Linked DNA regions of Mus musculus: regions 2 and 3 are each linked to region 1. Evidence: chromatin contacts called from public HiChIP or PLAC-seq and promoter capture Hi-C data. All regions are on one chromosome and are shown on one strand. The core of a region is the stretch at or near the end of the contact, and the rest is flanking DNA. Distances in the headings are between cores, read along the strand shown. Region 1 holds the start of Sys1 (SYS1 Golgi-localized integral membrane protein homolog (S. cerevisiae)). Region 2 holds the start of Slpi (secretory leukocyte peptidase inhibitor). Region 3 overlaps Gm36090 (a long non-coding RNA gene).

Region 1 (4,481 bases), core at 1,175-3,674:
CAGATAGTAGAGCTGGTGATACTCACCAGGTGAGGGCGTTGAGGACGAAGGACATCATTGAGAGCCGGCCTGGAGGGGTGGAGAAGCCCAGGATCTGAAGGGGAATCACAAAGGGGACATGCTAGAGGTGGCTTTGCACAGCCAGGATCCCAGCACAGAGCCGATGGCACGAGCACTCTTCTCAGAGGACAGGAGACACCATGCTCTCTTCACACGCATCCACTCGGATCTCATTTGAACCTCATGGTATATGGGGAGAGACTACTATTCTCCATTTACAAAAGATGCAAGAGTTTAGGGAAGTTGCCTGAGGCAATAGCTTGTCTAGACAGCAAGAATCAAGTCTAGGAAATCTCCTTAGCAAACTGTGGCTCCACAGGTCAGGCTTCTGCTTCACAGAAACACAGTTCACAGTATTTTCTGACATATTGTTTAGGATTGCTTTTACACTGTAGGGGCAGAGTTGAATAACCATGACCAAAAGCCCGTTAGTATCTCATCCTTCCAAAGCCGTCGGCTGAACTCAGGCTGTGGACATCAGGCCACTCTGCAACAAAGCCTGATTCCCATTGGCCCTTACAAGAAGGATGGAGTCACCCACAAGGTGCCACTACTCAGCATCTGCTATGTTTGAGATACTTATTGTTGACAGAGTACTACCAAATACTAAATACCTGTGCCATACTTCAGCTTGCAAAGGCCTTTGACATCCATGATCTCACAAAGCTCCTAGTGTCTCTTTCCACAGAATTAGTTACCCAAAGGCCAATGCAAACAACAGTAGCAAACACAAGGACTCCATCCCAGGTCTCCCGAACCAAGAACTTTGTTCATATCAACTATCACTGTCTCTCCTCTTAGCAACCTCTTAGGCTTCCACTATACCTCACAAAGCATTTTGGTTTTTTTTTTTTTTTTTTTTTTGAGACAGGGTTTCTCTGTGTTACCCTTGCTGTCCTGGAACTCACTTTTGTATAGACAAGGCTGGCCTCAAACTCAGAAATCCACCTGCCTCTACCTCCCGAGTGCTGGGATTAAAGGCGTGTGCCACCACACCCGGCACGAAGCATTTTCTTATTCTTAAACCCCTCTGGGCCTTTTAACATTTTACTATAGGTAACATGACAGGATTATCCTGCTCACTTTGCAGAGGATAAAAGGGATTGGAAAGGCAAAACAACTCTTCAAGTTCTCTCAGCTAGATTGGACCCTAAGCACAGCAGGCTCTTTGAACAGTTCACCACCTCGTACCAACAGTGTGATATTGCAGACGGGAGAGGAAACATTTGCCCAAGTCACAGGGCAGAGAGGAATTTAAAGGGACCTATCTGACACCAAGTCTTAACAGTTTCCACTTCATCATTACGGATGCCCTTTTGTCTATCCCTCTTCTTACTGTGGCTCCTGACAAGCTCAGCTGGGAGAAAGGAAGTCATTTTTCTAGAGGGTTTCAAGAAAGAGACATCATGTTTGCCCGGGACACAAGTCTGTTGACTGTAGTATCTGCCATGTGTGTTCAACCTCTAGCCACAAGCTGCGGAGCTGGCTACGAGGCTAAGCGCATAGGCAGCCAACACAACACTGTAAGGTTCTTTAAAACCCTATGAGATTTTGCTTGTTTGTATCTCGAACGCGCAGTTCCTGAGCGTGAACTTTGTAGATCACTACTTTGCTTCCTAGACTCTATCTCCTTCCCTGTTCTCGTCGTTCCGTTTTACAGATGGGCACCGGGGTCGCGCGGGGAGCGCACACTGAAATCCCTTCTTAAAAAAAAAAAGTGTCCACAAAATGAGAACTTGGCCCAGCCGGATTTAGAGCTCGGCGGTGCCCCACCACAAAACCCCACTCCTTTCCGCTAAGCTTACCTCCGCGTCGAACATCTGGTCCAGGGACGGGCTGCTGCGCACCAGCGCGTCCACCAGCGCCAGCCACAGGCCCAGAGAGCCATAGTAGACGGTCTGCATGAGTACGATCTGCGACAGGATTAGCAACGGGTCCCACACGTAGCTGCGGAACTGGCCCGCCATGCCGGCCCGCGGGGCTCGGCAGCCGCCCGCGCCTGTCAGTGCCACCACGCCATCGTCCCGCGGCCGCCGGGATACCTGCGGGAAGACACAGGGAGCTGCAGCCGGCGGGCCGGCCGTCGCCTTGGTAACGGCGCGGGAGGGAGGGAGGAGGGCCTGGGACCCGGGAGCAAGCCCATTCCCGGGTGGGAGAGGCGGGGCGGGCGGACCCACCCGTTCCGACCGCCGGGCTCCTCCCGGGTTCACTCACCCGCGACCGGCTCGAGGGTCGAAGCGTCGGAGCGCGACCGGACCTCGGCACTGGCCTCCTGACACAGCGCTGACAGACAGGACCATGGAGCGGAGGACCCGCCGGCCTAGAGAGGCCGAATAGCTGCGGCCCACGGCTTCCTGGGAAGGGAGAGCTTCCGGGGACGGCAACCGAGGGGCATTGCGCAGACGCAGTGGATGAACCCTACACGCCATCCAAAGGGGCCCTTGCGAGCAGCCCGGAAATAAACTCTGCACATGCGTAAGATGAAGGATGAAGGCAAACGGAAATGAGGCACAAAACCGTGGGTCTTGCGCGCCCTCTAGAGGGAGATTTTTAAAATCCAGCAGGTCCATTCCTAGGAGGGAAAGGGGTGGAAGGTCTAGACTTTAAAAATAAAATAAATAAAATAAATAAAAAATAAAAAATAAAATAAAATAGCATTCACTGAGGAATGGTGAGATGGTTAGAGGGCTAGATGCTTGCTGCCAAGACTGACGACCATTTTATATCTTGAACTCACATGTTGGAAGAAAAGAACTGACTGCCTCCTGTAAGCTATCATCTGACTATCACACTCATAGAAATACAATGATAACAATATAAAAAAATTTTTTTTTGTTTTTTTTCGAGACAGGGTTTCTCTGTGTAGATCTGGCTGTCCTGGAACTCACTCTGTAGACCAGGCTGGCCTCGAACTCAGAAATCCGCCTGCCTCTGCCTCCCAAGTTCTGGGATTAAAGGCATGCGCCACCACACCCGGCAACAATTTAAATTTAACAAAAGGGAACTTTTCTTTTTTTTTTTTTTTAAAGACAGAGTCTCGTGGGACCCCGACTTAGAGCGTTTCTCCCTGGAAGGTAAAGCCCCTGGACGTTCCCCAAGCTTGTTTCCCCCGATCTCTAAAATACAGCCAGAAAGAAGCTCTTTGTTCTCTATAGCCAGCAAAAAGCCTTTTTGTTTCTATACTTTACAACCAGAGATGCCTGCCTTCCTGTGCCGAGGACATGGAGATAAAAATTCAGAAAGAACTCACTCCCCACTCCTGCCTTGTAAATTTCACCAAGGACACCCGGAAGAGAAGAACTCTCCTCCCAACTCCTCCCAATTCCCCAGCTAGCTGTTAAAAGCCCCCTACTGTCACCGCTCAGGGTCAACTCCCAGCCCCTGCACAGCAGAGGGACTTCATCCTCAGCTACCTAATAATAAAACCTCTTGCAGTTTGCATCAGGTGTGGTTTTCTCTCGGGTCACTGGGGTGCTGGCCAACTCATCCTGGGACTTGAGCAGAGGCCCAGCTTCAGGGGTCTTACAGTCTCACTATGTAGCCCTGGATGGTCTGAAACTTGCTATATTCCAGACCCACATGGAATTCCCAAGGACTCCCAAGGAAATAATACATTTTAAAAAATGACTATTTTCATTTTAGATTCTCAGTGTTTTCTTTCTTTAGTACAGAGTTTTCAGGCTCTTTTTTTTTTTTCTTTTGGCCTCTGCTCCCATTATACACATGTTTAAACTAAAGGTCAGAGAAGAGGGGCAACATACTGTCTTTTGTTTTTGTTCTTGTTTTTGGAGACAGGGTTTCTCTGTGTAGCCCTGGCTGTCCTGGAACTCACTCTGTAGACCAGGCTGGCCGCAAACTCAGAAATCCACCTGCCCCTGCCTCCCAAGTGCCGGGATTAAAGGCATGCGCCACCACTGCCCAGCTAACAAACACTCTTAAAAACATAAAGTTAGCCAGATGGTAGTGGTGCACACTTTTAATTCCAGCATTCAGGAGGCAGAGGCAGGTGGATCCCTGTAAGTTTGCAGCCAGCCTGGACTACAGCATGAATTCCAGGACAGTCAAAGCTGCACAGAGAAAAACCTGTCTTGAAAAAAAAAAAATCAAAAACCTAAAATAAATAAATTAGTTAATTAAATAAAGTTAATGGCAAAACAGGTTTTGGTTCTTGTTTTCTCGAGACAGGGTTTCTTTCTTTGTGTAATCACACTGCTGGCTTTCCTAGAACTTGCTTTGTAGACCAGAATGGCCTGGAACTCACAAGAGATCCACCTGCCTCTGCCTCCCAAGTGCTGAAATTAAAAGTGTGTGCCATACTGCAGCAAAGGAGACATTATAATTCAATGTTTCCAGGGATTGCAATGGTGGGTTTGTGTCCATTGGAGGCTAGGCAGGTTTGGACACATGAGACATTGCCCTGT
Region 2 (4,481 bases), core at 659-3,158, 100 kb after region 1:
GTTATGCTCCTTGGTCCAGACAACTTCAGCGTCTCCCTCTAACCCTAACGCTGTATGATTTAAAGATTTAGAATCCATGATGTTGAGAGTAGCGATTTACCATTCATCATTATCTTGTTCCAGCTGCTCATAAGAAATATTGTTGGTTACAGGGTTCTTTCTGATGAAAAGAGCTGTTTTCAAATAGTCAGTCAACCAACCATTAATCACAAACAGAAAGATCTAGGTGTGGAGTTCTCATCTCGACTCTTTAAGAAACAAATATTTAGAAAATTCTTGGCACGGAGGAAGATAGGAAGGAACACAGAGTGGAAAGGAGTGGAGAGGAGTGGGAGGAAGCGAGAACAAACCCTTATCCAACCAGTAAGCCTGCCCAAGGTGGGAAGCCAGACCTTCCATTTCTCTCCTACAACCTCTACAAGTTTGCTAGTTAGCAGCCAGTCCACACCACTGGCTGTAGTAACTCAGTACATACTGATTTTTTTCTTCCCTTTTCTTTGGCACCAAAATTGAAACCATGGAATAATTTCTGCATAAAAGGCTCTGCTAACAGCTGGCTCCTGGCTTAGAGAATACCTTGTGGAGCCCAGTACTTAACACATAGCCTTTTTGTGTCTGTTTCAATGTCTACAAACTTCCTTTGAGGAACAAGTGGGAAAATTACAAGGACCATGACATCTCAACATCCATCATGGCTGCCTCAATAAGACCTGGATACCAGTTGACATGCCATGGTGGAAGGGGGAATCTCTCGGAGCTTCACCCCTAGATGATAAAATACAGGTACTTAAAGATTGCCAAGAGAGGGGGTCTTTCCTAAGGATGAGCCCAGTTGGCTATCTAATATCAAGTGATCAGCCCTAAAAGACATACACACATGAGCAGCACTAACCTGACTCAGTAGGTTGTATCAGTATATCTATTCATATACACGCAGAACAGTAATAATTAAAGAAAGAGAGGCCAAGAGAGGCCGAGAACTTGAGAAGGAGGAGGGTGGGGGGTGAGATTGGAGGGGGTAGACAGAGGAGGCAAATGGTATAAATGCACAAATATGGAATCTACAGAGATGGTGCCACGATGCTGACGTAAGGCTCAGGATTTGCAGGAAGGCTCGGGATTTGTAGGAAGGGAATCTTGGGTTGAAGTCTACAGAGAACGATATCTCTTCTGATCATTGGATGCAATCAACACACACCAGGGAGCATCCATAGTGGGCGGAATGCATGGCAGCCATAGTTTTTGGCTGACATCTGAAGCCTGTGGAGGATTTAGGGGTAGGAAGAATGAATTCCTTTAACAAGTCAAAGGACACCACAGCTCCACGCTGATTGCAGCGATGAGTAAGAGGCCCTGTCTCTTTCCTCCAGTCCGCATCAGTGATCTCTATTAGCCATTGATGCAATTCATTCATTACTTTAAGGGTCATTTTAAGCCCTTAATCTTAAAACCAGTCCCAAGTTGTTTCACGACTAAGAGACTGAGCTCCAACAAGGTTGGCTGAAGGCAAGGCCCTTCTGTGTGTAACTTTCATTTGTTTAGGGATTGCTTTCCAGGTTCCAGTCATGGAATGGGCACCGGGCAAACAGCGGTGCAAATGATTTGGCAGAAATCAACATCAGTTGGTTGAGCCATGCGTCATCTTCATCTCGAGAAGGAATTTGTATTGAGCAATAGGTTAGAGTTTCAAAATCCCAGAAAGTCCAGGAACATTAAAAAAAAAAAAAATAGAGGTGTATGGCAGAGTTTCAGCCGAGAGTCCACGTGTGATGTCTCAGCTTCAGGTTAGGGTAACCCTTTTGTGACTGGTTCTTCTCTACTAGTGAGAGCAATAGTCTTGGGATTTCACAATGCTCAGGGCTCAGGTGATCACTTGCAATGTCCCTCTGCTGATAACTTCCAAGACAGCTTCTGTCATTTTCAGCTCTCAGGTGGTTACTCTGATGGCCTCATGGTCCTGCCTGAAACAGAAAGTCTGCCACCTACTTCTGTAGCAGCAAGACTCCTGTTCTGTGGCTAAGCTTCCTGCCTGTGCAAGAGCCACAGGGAGGGGCCAAATGCATGCCACTGGGGCCACGCCTCCTGGTAAAGACATAAATAGTGATCCTCGGGACTGGTCATCAGAGCTCCCCTGCCTTCACCATGAAGTCCTGCGGCCTTTTACCTTTCACGGTGCTCCTTGCTCTGGGGATCCTGGCACCCTGGACTGTGGAAGGAGGCAAAAATGGTGAGTTGGAGTTGCTTTGGTCCAACATTGCCTGGAGTATCAGAGGTGGGGGCTCCTGATGGTTTGGGCTGTTTTTCAGTTTACTCTGACCTCAGGGCGACATCTGTGTCTCGCTGGGGTCTGAGGTCTTGATGAAGTTTCAAGGCATGTAGAGGTGCTCCTCTTATGCAGCCATCCTGTCAGCTCAGGTCTCACACAGCTCTGTCCCTGCCCTTTAGCCTTTCTGTTTGTTTCTGTCTCTGGCTTTAGTTCTCAGCATCTCACATATTAGTTCCCTTCCTATTTATTTCTCTTGGTCTCCATTATTCCTGCTCCCACCTTCTGTCTTTGTGAGATCTTGCTTAGCCCTGAGGTAGAAAACCTTGACTGGGAGCCCGGTACCTTTTATCCTCAGTCTGATTTTTCCTGGTCACATGTCTTGGTTGACCAAGTCTGACTTTTCCTCCCTAGGTCAGCCCGGTATTTCTCTTTGAAGTTGTGGGCCACTGGAATGAGGGTCTATATTCTGAGATGTGGACCTTCGTCTAGGAATGATGATAGTCCGTACCCTCCTAACATCTTGAGCTTCTCTTTAGATGCTATCAAAATCGGAGCCTGCCCTGCTAAAAAGCCTGCCCAGTGCCTTAAGCTTGAGAAGCCACAATGCCGTACTGACTGGGAGTGCCCGGGAAAGCAGAGGTGCTGCCAAGATGCTTGCGGTTCCAAGTGCGTGAATCCTGTTCCCATTCGCAAACCAGGTGAGCCAGCAGAGAAAACAGAGAGGGGACAATCAACGTCAAGAGCCACCCAGAGTGAATGAAGAGTCCCTCCCAGGCATCCTTGTTTCTAAGAGCTGTTGGGTCCAACATGTCAGTTAGTCAAGGCCTCTTGCTGCCATTGGCAGGAAGAGCCATTTGCCTGCAGTTGCCACTCTGTGAGGATGATGGCTTTACAACCATTCGGCCCTTTCGGGGCTGGAGAGCTGGTCCCCTGCATTGGCTGGAGGCTAGATGGTAGCGAGGAAGCAGGTCCTCTTTCAGGAGGCGTGTTTGGGAGGAGGTGACAAAGGTGATGGGTGGATGGGGACGAACTTCCTCGCTCAGGAAGGAGATGTTGGGTTAAAGACATGGAGATGTGTTGCCTGAGCCCTAAGACATCGGCCCTGTGAATCCTTTCTCAACAGTGTGGAGGAAGCCTGGGAGGTGCGTCAAAACTCAGGCAAGATGTATGATGCTTAACCCTCCCAATGTCTGCCAGAGGGACGGGCAGTGTGACGGCAAATACAAGTGCTGTGAGGGTATATGTGGGAAAGTCTGCCTGCCCCCGATGTGAGGTAAGGAGTGGGCTGGGGTAGGCAGAGCTCATTTCTCTCCAGCCCTTTTCTGCTTCAAGGTTCTGGAGCTCGAAGCACATGCGCCAGGAGATTCTATTCTAATCAGGAGCCCCTGTCTGTTTGCCGTTTAAGGGAACTGTCCCCTGTTTCTTAGGGCAAAGCTTAGCATTGCCTGAGGCTTTGATCCTGTGGCAGCCTGTCAGGGTAAGGGCCTCGGGTGAATGGCTCTCAGAGTCTCTGCCTGCACAATAGAAATACCGAAGTTGAAGTTTTGCGAGGCACAGTATACGTTATTTGCTTCCCATGTTATTTACTTCATGGTGTCTCTCTGGTCAGAGCACAAAGGATAGGTATAATGTGAGGAATGTCTAGCTCAGTGCTCTGCGTTTTGAGTTTTACAACGACAACGAGATTTGAACCTGTTCTCCTGAAACCCCAGATCCTCTCAAGTCCAGCCCCACTTTACCCTTTGACCGTTCTCAGCATGCTCCCTTACAAGGGCTGGATAGGAATGATCTAGCTGGTTCCTATGTTGAAGGTCTTTCCTTACTTTCTCTTGTAGCCTGATCCCTGACATTGGCGCCGGCTCTGGACTCGTGCTCGGTGTGCTCTGGAAACTACTTCCCTGCTCCCAGGCGTCCCTGCTCCGGGTTCCATGGCTCCCGGCTCCCTGTATCCCAGGCTTGGATCCTGTGGACCAGGGTTACTGTTTTACCACTAACATCTCCTTTTGGCTCAGCATTCACCGATCTTTAGGGAAATGCTGTTGGAGAGCAAATAAATAAACGCATTCATTTCTCTATGCACACCGTGACTCTGATTCACTGAGGGGATGAGATGGGTGTGGTAGGAACCAATAAAGGAAGGATGGGAACGAGGCCTCCCTCTTACATTCCGGGAGGAGAAGGATGAGAATTCCAGGCTTGGGCATGCTTGAACCTT
Region 3 (4,481 bases), core at 1,096-3,595, 80 kb before region 1:
TGCTCTGCTTGGCCTCTTTCTAACTGGCAATCTGTTCTAATCTTCTGGTTCTTTCTCATTCTCTGGCTTGTTCTATCTTTACCTGCGTCTGAAATGCTCTCTTTCTGCAACTTGTCTCTGTACCACTGCCCCAGTAAGACTGCCTGCCTCTTCTTTCTTCTGTCTGCTCTCTTAAGTAGTTTCCCTTTCCTCTCTCAGTTGGGCAGATCCTAGTCTGTCAAATCTTTCCCTGATTCATCACTTTGTCTGCCACTCAATTAGACAACACTTTCAAACATGGATGCTTCCTTCTACAAACTTGCGGGAAGTGGGTGTGGCCGTAGGCCCCGTGAAACCCACTTGTTTACTGCCTTGCCCGAGCATGAGCATGCGCAGTGAGGTTGCATGCGTGGGCTGCCTGCCAGGCTGGACAGTTCCTAATGATCCAGACCTGTCAGCCTATCAGTGACCGACCTGAGCTAGTGCCTGGCTACAAACTAACTTTACTTTGTTGTTTGGGATTAGAGGTATGCACTAAAGGTGTGTCTGTATTCCAGCCAGGAAGATTAAAGGTGTGTGCTGGGGGCTGAGCCATGCTACAGCAAGAAAAACAGCTTTTTTTTTTTCCTTTTTCCAGTAAATAACACGATCTTGGGGTTCATGGTGTGTTCAGATATCCCGCAACAGCAAGTCATTCAGACGATCAGTGCTGCTCTCTTAGCAGGGGACACTCCTCAAGCAGGACTGGATTAATCCATGGGAGCGAGCAGCTGAGCCGTGAGAAGCCAGAAAGCCTGATGTGGTCCACCCCTTTCCCTGGAATCACTCCTTTCCATGTGGGCTGAATGCCCACGTGCAGCTGTCTGATCTCAGGATTTCTATCATCCAGAGTGTGAGTCAAGATAACACTCTTTCTTTATAAACTCCCCACTCTCAGTGTAAACTAACACACACACACACACACACACACACATACACACAGAGCCTCATTTTGGGCAGTAGCAACAAGTACCCTGCAGAAAAGCTGGGCATCATCAGCTCTCTGAAGCTGAGGTTGTTCATGGCTCACAGCTCTGCCCATGGAACACAGGCTGTATGTCCTAGTGAGGGTTGCCCACCTCCAAATAAAGATGTGAAAAAAAAAATCACAGAAAGGAAGTATTAAAGCACCTCCATTTTATTGGGAACAGAGGCATAATGTGTAAAGACCAGCTGTTGTGTGACCAACCATAAGGTGACAAGCAGGAACAGGGAATCATTGTGAGCTGGACATCACTGGGTCCTATCAAGAAAGATGCCAAATGAGGATCGCGTGTGCCAGACTGCTTCATACACAAGACAATTAGACTCTCTACTTACTTAAGCCATGGTCAGGTTTTCCATGGCTCGATGCTTTCCGAGGTCATGTAGAGAGTTACCAGTTCCCTAAGCCTGCTGTCACAAAATTCCATAAACAGGGAAATTTAAACAATAGGAACTTACTCTCCTTCACTTTCCTTTGGAGAGTCAAGACCAAGATGTGGCAGAGCTGGTTCCTTCAGATGTCTGTGAGGAGTCTTGTTTCTTGTCTCTCCCCCACCCACCACCACCTATTTCCTGGTGGCTTGCTGACAAACATTGCTATCTCTGGATGTAAAGGTCCATCACCACCCCCACCACCCCCATCCCCCATCTCTGGCTGCATCCTCACCGCTGCCCTCCCTGGATGCATGTCAGCCTCGAGTCCTCTTTGTATAAGGGCTCCATTCTGATTGGACTAAAGCCCACTCCGGAACTACAATTCCACCTGATTCCCTCCCCCATAAACATCGCTTTGAATAAGGTATCATTCTGAGCTCCTGAAGTTCAAAATGAAAGCCAGGGACGGGGAGGCTACCATTCAAGCCATAACGGAAACCACTGTTGTGTGTGCTCAGTTCAAATCGTTTCCGCAGATTCTCTGGAAGCTCCAGCGGGGTTGGCCCAGCTCCTGGCTTCCTCTCCTGGCAACAGCCTCAGGTCTTTTTGATGAATTGAATGAGAAGTGGAGCCCTCAGGTCCAGTCCTGATCCTGCAGGTAAGGTGTGTGTGACTTGCCTCAGTCTCTACCTCTTGCCAAACAGCTTGCCAAACAGCATCACTCATCACAGAACCAGCAATTACATTTAAATGGCTGCTTTCTCCAATGGCCTGAGGGCTCTCATAGAACAGGGCTTGAGCTAGTGAGTTCACCTCCTGCTATGGCTCCCAAGCCTAGGGACTCAGGAAACAAACCCAAGGAGTCTCTAACCCACACTGGTGTGTGCCCTCTGTGTACTAGAGACACAGATGTTGGCCTCTAGGAGTTTGCCACCCTGGGTGGGGACAAACACAGACCGAATAAGATTCTATGCTCCTTGTAGGGGGAGGGACCAAAAGGCAGTGAAGTGAAGCACTCACCAGAAAGTCAGGCAGGGCTTTCTGGGGAGCTGAGCTGGGAATTATCCCAGCAGCTCAGAGAATGTAAACACTTGGAGATCAGAGGGCTTTCTGACATTTTGAGATGAAGCAGAAAAAAAAAGTCATGGAAGGAGAGATGGGGCCAGGGGCTGGGGCGGAGGGGGTGGGGGGCACGGGGTGGGAGGCACGGGGTCAGGGGAGAAGGTGGGTGATGAAGGAGCTTGGTTCTGATGCACTCCTCAGATAGAATCAGAGGAATGTCAACAGGCTGTGTGGTTAGTGATAGGATAGGAGCTGCTGAGGCGGTGGCTGTGGGATAGAGAAAAAAAAAATACTGGAATGAGATGCTAGGGATATGTCCTATATTCAATGGTTTGGGGTTTGTTTTTTTTTAAGATTTATTTATTATTTATTATATGTAAGTACACTGTAGCTGTCTTCAGACACTCCAGAAGAGGGAGTCAGATCTCTTTATGGATGGTTGTGAGCCACCATGTGGTTGCTGGGATTTGAACTCCGGACCTTCGGAAGAGCAGTCGGGTGCTCTTACCTGCTGAGCCATCTCACCAGCCGGGTTTGGGTTTTTTAGTTGTTGTTATTTGCTTTTTGAAATCTCCCCCCTCCCCCAGAGTCTCATTTTATAGCCCAAGCTGCACTTATTCTCATCATCATCCTTCTCCAGCCTGCTGAGTGTTGGGATTACTAGCACGTGCCAGTCATAACTGGCTGGATGGCTCAATTGGAGATGTTGAAGAACAAGCACCCTTTTGCTTGGTTCTGAAAAGCATCCCTCCTCCTGTGCCTAGGGTCAAGGCTCAGCTAGGGGCTGCAGCTGTTGGAGAGCTAGTGAACACCCAGGTCTAATAACAAAGGAAGACTCAAGGTCCTAAAGCCTGAAGTCTAAAGGAAGGAGAAACCAACGTGCTCACCTCCAGGGCTCCGGAGAGCACAGTGGACCTTTGAGTCACTGGGCAAACGTGAATCCTACCGAGGACCTGGTGTTAGGGATGGAGCCATAATTAAGACATAAGCCCTGCCCCTGAGACTTGATGGAGAATGTTGGTTTGAAGGGTTTTTCAGGAACCCTAGGGCAGGTGAAGGAGATGAGAGATGAAGGAGGCTATTCCACCTGCCTTGGGAATGAACACGCAGAGGAAATAGCACCTGAACTCACTGGGTATGTGGAGAGATATTGAGAGACATGCAGCGAGGGGAAATATTCTCCACCTAGCCTGGAAGAAAAAGGGGGAGGGGGAGGGAGAAGGAAGAAGAAGAAGAGGAGGAGGAGGAAGAGAAGGAGGAGGAGGAGGAAAAAGAATGATGATGTTGGAGTCCATGCCCAGTGAATTCAGTAACCCATGATAGAAGTGTGGAGTCAGCAGAAAGAAGGCCTCTGACCACCTGTTGAGGTTCAAGCAAATGGTCCCGAATAGATCCAGCCGTCTTCATTTATACAGAATTTCAGAGCATTCAAACATATGCCATTTCAAATTTTCCTTTAATCATTATCCAAGAATATCCACAAGTACTTATTAAATTTCATTTTAAGTTCCCTTATTTCTCTGAGGTCAGTGATTAACCTTTACCCATATCTAAGCAGTATAGTGTTACAATCCAAACGATTATGTCATATCTAAGCACACCCGAGTATTACAACCCAAATGATTTAAATATTGTATTGCAAGCCAAATTATCATATCTAGTCAGGCACATCTAAGTTTACACAGGCCGGCAGCACACATGCAGCTTCAAAATAAAAGACAATCCGAATCCATGCATAAACTTTTATCAGAAATATAACCTTGGTATTTTATCACCATCTGATTCAATATGCTCACAGTATGTTTTAAGTTGTCTTCAGGCCATTTTCTGTTTTAGTTTTACAGTATGGTCCTGCTCTATACAGCTTTTCCATAAAGAATAGAAGCTAACAATTAGCATTTTCTATCAACACACCATTTCTTTTTTTGGGTAAGCCCTCATCTAAAAGCAAAAACGAGTCTATTCAACTTATATTTCTTTTAAGAGCGTAATCAGTTTTACTTACTAACGTGTCCCTAGCATGAACTCTTCATTGCTGACCT

The links. Promoter capture Hi-C pulls out the DNA fragments that hold promoters and counts their contacts. HiChIP or PLAC-seq counts read pairs in DNA pulled down with a chosen protein or histone mark.
Region 2: a promoter capture Hi-C map of the C10 cell line shows a contact between it and region 1, with 2.3 times the contacts expected there. The contact joins the promoter of Slpi here to the promoter of Sys1 in region 1. A contact is called at or near these places in 2 of 39 promoter capture datasets (both in the C10 cell line) and 3 of 9 other capture datasets (adipose tissue, liver and pancreatic islet).
Region 3: a contact with region 1 is called in an H3K27ac HiChIP or PLAC-seq map of regulatory T cells, with 3 times the contacts expected there. The contact joins the enhancer-like site here to the promoter of Sys1 in region 1. A contact is called at or near these places in 17 of 39 promoter capture datasets (the 3T3-L1 cell line, 3T3-L1-derived adipocytes, the C10 cell line and 11 more), 5 of 15 datasets of contacts at CTCF or cohesin (CD8 T cells, the NIH/3T3 cell line, embryonic stem cells and 2 more), 149 of 484 Hi-C or Micro-C datasets (3T3-L1-derived adipocytes, the AML12 cell line, B cells and 87 more), 42 of 115 datasets of contacts at active chromatin or transcription factors (the 230-238 cell line, the 3134 cell line, CD8 T cells and 28 more) and 6 of 9 other capture datasets (adipose tissue, bone marrow-derived macrophages, embryonic stem cells and 3 more).

The regions. Positions count from the first base shown.
Region 1 is chr2:164,458,914-164,463,394 of GRCm38.p6, reverse strand. It overlaps Sys1 (SYS1 Golgi-localized integral membrane protein homolog (S. cerevisiae)), which reads right to left and starts at 2,424. Exons shown (of 4, transcript NM_025575.3): 1 at 2,275-2,424; 2 at 1,866-2,102; 3 at 27-94. The coding sequence starts at 2,027.
Region 2 is chr2:164,353,934-164,358,414 of GRCm38.p6, reverse strand. It overlaps Slpi (secretory leukocyte peptidase inhibitor), which reads left to right and starts at 1,908. Exons shown (of 4, transcript NM_011414.3): 1 at 1,908-2,227; 2 at 2,803-2,964; 3 at 3,390-3,539; 4 at 4,102-4,345. The coding sequence starts at 2,143. The coding sequence ends at 3,538. It overlaps Mir7678 (microRNA 7678), which reads left to right and starts at 4,032; the gene lies at 4,032-4,102.
Region 3 is chr2:164,538,680-164,543,160 of GRCm38.p6, reverse strand. Gm36090 (a long non-coding RNA gene) reads left to right here. Exons shown (of 6, transcript XR_375205.4): 2 at 617-871; 3 at 1,914-2,035. Among named protein-coding and RNA genes, the nearest start is that of Gm36090, 8.5 kb to the left of the region's middle. Within about 2 kb of position 2,345, at least 16 of the 459 cell types and tissues checked have an H3K27ac peak or open chromatin away from gene starts, as enhancers often do. A contact at or near this core is called in regulatory T cells, trophoblast stem cells and uterus, where this site is marked.